Linked DNA regions of Ovis aries: region 1 is linked to region 2. A link is a contact called in public Hi-C data. All regions are on one chromosome and are shown on one strand. The core of a region is the stretch at or near the end of the contact, and the rest is flanking DNA. Distances in the headings are between cores, read along the strand shown.

Region 1 (2,700 bases), core at 155-2,654, 47 kb after region 2:
GAGGGGGGTTTCGGGGAGAACTGATACGCATATATGTATGGCTGAATCCCGTTGCAGTTCACATCAAACTACCACGATTGGCTATACACCAATACAAAATAAAAAGTTTAAAAAACAAAGGGACTTCGCTGGTGGTCCCCTGGCTGGGACTCTGCATTTCCAGTGCTGGGGGGTGTGGGTTCAGTTTCCCGTCAGGGAACTAAGACCCCACATGCTACACAGCCCCCCTCAGAAAGAGTTTAATAAATAAAATAATTCACCAGGTCTGCTGCCTACAATTCCTTTAGAACTTGCCAACGCAACAGAGGGAAGCCTTATGCTTCTTCTTTGTAGTAATAACAGTGATGAAAAGAACAGCTAACCTTTCATCATGGGCAGACTGTGGTCCAGGCACTGTTGTGTTTTGTAAGGCTTGATTCGTTTGATTCACCCAATTAACTTTTAGTGAGGAGGTGCTCAGGAAGGAGGGCTCATTCCCACAGCTGCCTGGCCCTAGACCTTCAAGTTCTCTCTACAAAGAGAGGATAAGACCCATGTAATAGCTTTGTTATGAGGATTAAATGAAGCCATGTAGGTAGAGCACTTTAGCCCAAGACTTTCCATTTCACAGACATAGAGAACTGAACGAAACATTTGAAATATATGCACTGCTTTAGTTAAAAACCAACGAGAAAGGGGAAAATGTGAGATCCTTTCCAGAGTATGTCAACCGGCCCCTCAAGACGTCTGTCCCGGTGGAGGTGAACTTGGAGCGCTGTTTGATCTCTTGATCCCAGTAGCCAGTCTCTGCTAAGCCTGGCGTCACCCCACATCAAAGGAGACAACGCGAAGTCAGAAGAGCCGAAATGCGGCCCCCACTTCAAAGGGAGTTCCTCTCCCGGAAGCTGTTAGTCTTACAAGGACGGTAAACAGCAATACACCTCAGGGGCCTCACAGCGAGGTACAGCTCCATCCAACCAGTTGCCTCTCGCATCCAATTCAGACTTCCCTGGGACCCAAAGAGGACACCCGAGAATGAAGATGCCGCTGTTTGAGGATGTTGGTCCTTCGCCTTCCTAAGTTCCCTGCAGCCAGAAAGCCCCATCGCAGAGTGGGCCTGAAGGCAGTGCCCCGTCTTCCTTTCTGCCCGCGGTCAAGTCCACACCGACAGCTCTGATTCCTGGGCTCCCGTCCTCTGGCTTATATAGACTATGCTTCTGTGTTTAAAAGTCACAGCCAGAAGTAAAACACTCCTTTTTAGACCGGGATTGGGGTATGAGTCCGATGGTGAAGGAGGCACCTAAAAAAAGATCTGCCTTCTCCTGCCTTGGATCCAGCATTTGCAGCCCCGCCTCCCCGCCCTCCGGCCGTTGGCTAAGCTACCGCCAGAAAGATGCGCGGGCCATCACACCCTTCTCCACCTATCTGTGGCCCAGATTCTAGCGACAGGCAGGCTGAGGCCGTCGGGCAGTTTCCCGGAGCTCCCTTGTATATTACAGCTGGGGGAGGGGGGAGGTCGAGCGGCGGCGCGGGGAGTTGGGGGGGGGGGGGGGGGGGCGAGCGGCGGAGGACCCTCATGTGAGCCCCAGGGTGCCCCGATAGACTCATTTGGCGTGCCCGTACTCCCCCGCCCCCCCAAACTCAGAAGCTTCCCCTTTCACCACCCCCGCCCTCAGCGCCTTCACACCCCATCCCTGCCACTCCTGCCGGCACCTTCCAGACCCCTGATAAACCCTCCGCCCCGCACGCTCCCATCCCCGAGAGCACGACGCAGCCCCGGCCCCCGAGCGCTCGCATCCCCAGACCCGCGCACGTCACCCGGGGGCGCACCCCTAGCCACCGCCACCCCCGCACCCCCAGCCGAGCCGGCGCCGGGCGGGGGCCGGATGCGCAGACGTGCCGCACGTGCGCCGCGCGGTGATTGGCAGCGCTGGCCCCGCCCGCGCCCCCGCCAAGCCCTCCGCGCCGCTAGCTCAGGGGTGTCCTGAACCGCAGCCGCTGATGCCGGGCGAGGGGGCTGCCCTGGCGCGCCGGCCGGGCTGCGGGGTTCGCCGCTCGGGGAACAATGCAGGCTGATGGGAAGTGCGTGGGGGGCGGGGCGGGAGAAGGGAAGCCGCTAGAAAGCGCCCCCAGCTCACCCGTGTTTTCTAGCTAGGCGATGTTAAAATAAGCTTGCTCTGAGGAGCTGGAGATGCTATTCCTGCCGAGAGAAAACAGTTTCTGTAAGTGTTGAAAGAAATGTTCCACTTCATTCGGTTGTGCACTGGGGCCCAGGGCATTTACGCCCCAGCATTCTTCACTTCTCCGGGAAGGGGAAGCGTCAGGAAGAAGCCTAAGCGTTTTAACGCCGCCGGGTGCGGGCCTGAGAAAGTGACAAAGGCACAGCTCGCGTGGCGCCGAGAGTGACGCTCCGCCTCCGAGTAGAGGACCAGAAAGACGTCTTCCAAGGGGCCGGTGTGGCTGAGTTTACCTGGGAAGCCTTTCCCAAAGGGGGCGATTTGAGCAGAGACTGGAGATGGCTGGGCTAGGATTAGAATTGTGAGCCGGGACAGACTGAGCGCGCGGAGAGGCGCGCTCCCAGGGGTCGATGGGGACCCGGGGGCGGCGAAGGCGCAAGCGGCCCTGAGTGGTTCTCGGCGGTGAACCTCAGAGGAGCCGTCTCTCCTCATCCCAGCCGCAGTCAGCCAATGAAAAACACGCGCAGGGGGCTCCGCAGCCAAT
Region 2 (2,700 bases), core at 171-2,670:
TCAAGAGGCTGTGGCGCCGCCCTTTATTAGCCTCACACTTTGATTACAAAACACACGAGTCGGCGGCTCGGCGGCGGGGGCGGCCCGAGCTCTCACAAACGTCAAACCCGAGACACAGGCGGCGGCCGAGGCAGAGGGCGACGCTCGCCGCCCCCGCCACCCGCCCCGAAGTCCCCACCAGCCGGCCAAAGTTCGCCCGCACCAGGCGCCCCGGGCGCTGGCCCCCCAGTCGCCGGCCCCCGGTCGCCGTCCCCTCGGGCGATTGGGGACGTTTCACTCTTTGTAACAAAGTTTGAGCCGCGGCGCGGGGGCGGCCGCGGGGGGTTGGGGGCGCGAGGCTGTCCCTTCGGGCCCCGCTGCCCACTCCATCCGCTCCACCCCCGCCGGGACGGGCTGAGCCGCTCCGGCGGCTGGGGGCCGAGACCCGAGCCGCCCGCCGTCCCGCCCGGGACCCCCGGCCCGAACTTCCGACTGGCATCTCTCTCGAGTCCCCGCAAGTGCCTCCTCATCTGTTGCTCTGTTTACTCCGCTGGAGCCCCGCCGGGCCGGCGCTGCCGACGCCCCCGTCCCAGCGCCCCACGGCCGAGGAAGTTTGATAAAAAGCCCGGGGAAGGGGGCGCGACCGCGACCCGCGGGCGGGCGGGCGGCTGAGGCGAGGAGGGCAATTTCTGGAGACCCCCGGGTCGGGGCCGACCACTCGCTGCCCGGAAGGAAGGAGCGGTGGCCGGTCGGGCAGGGCGGTCGGCCGGGTGGCGACTCCGGGCCGGGAGCCCCGGCCGGGCGGGGCGGCGGCCGGGCTGCGGGCGCGGCGGGCCGGGCCGGGCCGGCGCTCCGCCCGCCGCCTCCGCTGGCGCCTGCCCCGGCCGCGTCCCCTCGCCCCGGTACCCCCCCTGCCAACTTCTCGGCCGGTCCCCTTTGTTCCCGTTTGTTGTGGCGACTCTTCGGCCGGCCGGGCGATCCCACCAGCCCCCTCTAAGCCCGCCGGGCGCCCGGCGAGCCCGGGGCCCCGCGCGCCCCGCTGCCCGGGCCGGGGGGCTCGGCACCCGGGCCCGTGGGCGCTCGGTGCGGCGCGGCGGCCGGGCGGCCGGCGGCGCGAGCGGCCGGCGCGGCGACGGCGACGGTTGGCCGGTGGCCGGCGGCGGCGGCGGCGGCGGGGTTGGAGGGGGTTTATTTACCTGCCGTGGAACCAGTCCTTGCAGATATCGCACTCGATCATGAAGCGGTTCACGTCGTACGGCTGCCGGCACACACAGTACACCGGCGGGGGCGGCGGGGCTGCCGAGGCCCTGCCCGGAGCCGCCACCGACACGGCTGCCGCGGCGGCTCCAGCTGCTGCTCCCGCGGCCACCGCCGCCGCCGCTCCGGCCATCTTTAAAAAACACACACACACACACGCTCGCTCGCTGCTCCGCTTGCAGACTGGAGCGAGCGCAGCCGCCAGCCAGCGCCGCCTCCTGCAGCAGCCGGAGCAGCAGCCGCGGCGGCGGCGGCGGCGGCGGCGGCGGCGGCGGCGGCAGCGTCTCAGTGCGCGCGCGCGAGGCCGCAGCCGGGCCCGGAGGGGGCGGGCGGCGGGCGGCGGCGCGCGCACGCCGCCAGGGGACCGAGCCCGGCTCCTTCCGGCGCTCCGCGCGAGGCCGCGCGTGTCGCGCACGTCGTTCTGCCGCCCGGCGCGCGCGCCCGCTCCGCTCGCGTCGACCGGGCGGAGGGAGACTCGCTGAAGGGCACGCGGGACGAGGGAGGCGGAGGGAAGCAGAGGCTCCCTGAGGACACGCGCGGCGGCGCGGGGCGCGCGGCCCCGGGAGGAGGGCTGCGGGTGCGTGCGAACGGCCGGCTCCGGCGTTTCTGAGTGACCGCGGAGGCCGGGGAAGTTCCTGCGCAGTGGAAAGCGGCGCGCTACGTCTGTGCCATGGACCCGGGACCCGAGGAAATTAAAGCCCCGCCGGGGCCATCTCCCGACCCCTGGAGTATCTTAAATCAATTAACCTCCGCCGGTCCGAGCCGAGGGTTAACAGCACAACGATCTGCTTAAGTCCTGTTGAGGGGCAGGAGTGTGCTTCCAACTTCCAAAAACGTCCCACCCGAATTCCCACCGACCAGCCAGGAATGTAGTGTTGATGGAGCCACTGGTAGGTGAAGGAGGTTGTTCCCGAGAGGAATTCATTTAATGTCTGGGAGCGGAGAGGAACCAGTCTTGAAATGTGGTGGGTGGAGAAAGGACCGGAGAGGAATCTGGCGTGCTTGTAAACAACACGACTTAGATGCGAATACTTAGATGAGTTCCAAGTTTGGAAAACAGTAATAAAGTTCTAAGTGACAGTGACACGTCGGAAAGGGACTGCTAGAAAAACGGTAATACGGGACTTGGCAGATAATAGGCCACTAATAAATAATTTTGAATGATGAGACTGATAATAAAAACAGCTAACACATCCAATAGGAATGGATTGCCTTGGTATCATAATTAGGCGAGTTGGATGTTAAGAATTATGGAACATTGTAATTTAACTATACTTCAATAAAATTATATATATGTGTATATATATATATATAGGAATTATGGGAACAGATGTTCACAGCTACATTTCGAAGGCATGTCTATCATTGATTAAAAAAAAAACAAACCCGTAACTGCCATCTCAGCCCAAGGCAGAGAATCACTGATACCTAGTCTAACCTTTTTATAATTGAGGAAAGCAATTA

What was found. Hi-C and Micro-C count contacts between places; a contact is called where the count stands out from the background.
Region 1: a Hi-C map of hypothalamus shows a contact between it and region 2, with 2.3 times the contacts expected there. The contact joins the enhancer-like site here to the promoter of KDM7A in region 2. A contact is called at or near these places in 2 of 16 Hi-C or Micro-C datasets (blood and hypothalamus).

What each region holds. Positions count from the first base shown.
Region 1 is chr4:105,075,092-105,077,791 of ARS-UI_Ramb_v3.0, forward strand. No RefSeq gene overlaps it. Among named protein-coding and RNA genes, the nearest start is that of KDM7A, 47 kb to the left of the region's middle. Within about 2 kb of position 1,405, at least 19 of the 54 cell types and tissues checked have an H3K27ac peak or open chromatin away from gene starts, as enhancers often do.
Region 2 is chr4:105,028,375-105,031,074 of ARS-UI_Ramb_v3.0, forward strand. KDM7A (lysine demethylase 7A) reads right to left here and starts at 1,421. Exons shown (of 17, transcript XM_060414895.1): 1 at 1,176-1,421. The coding sequence starts at 1,369. LOC105609820 (a long non-coding RNA gene) reads left to right here and starts at 1,641. Exons shown (of 2, transcript XR_001434620.4): 1 at 1,641-2,126.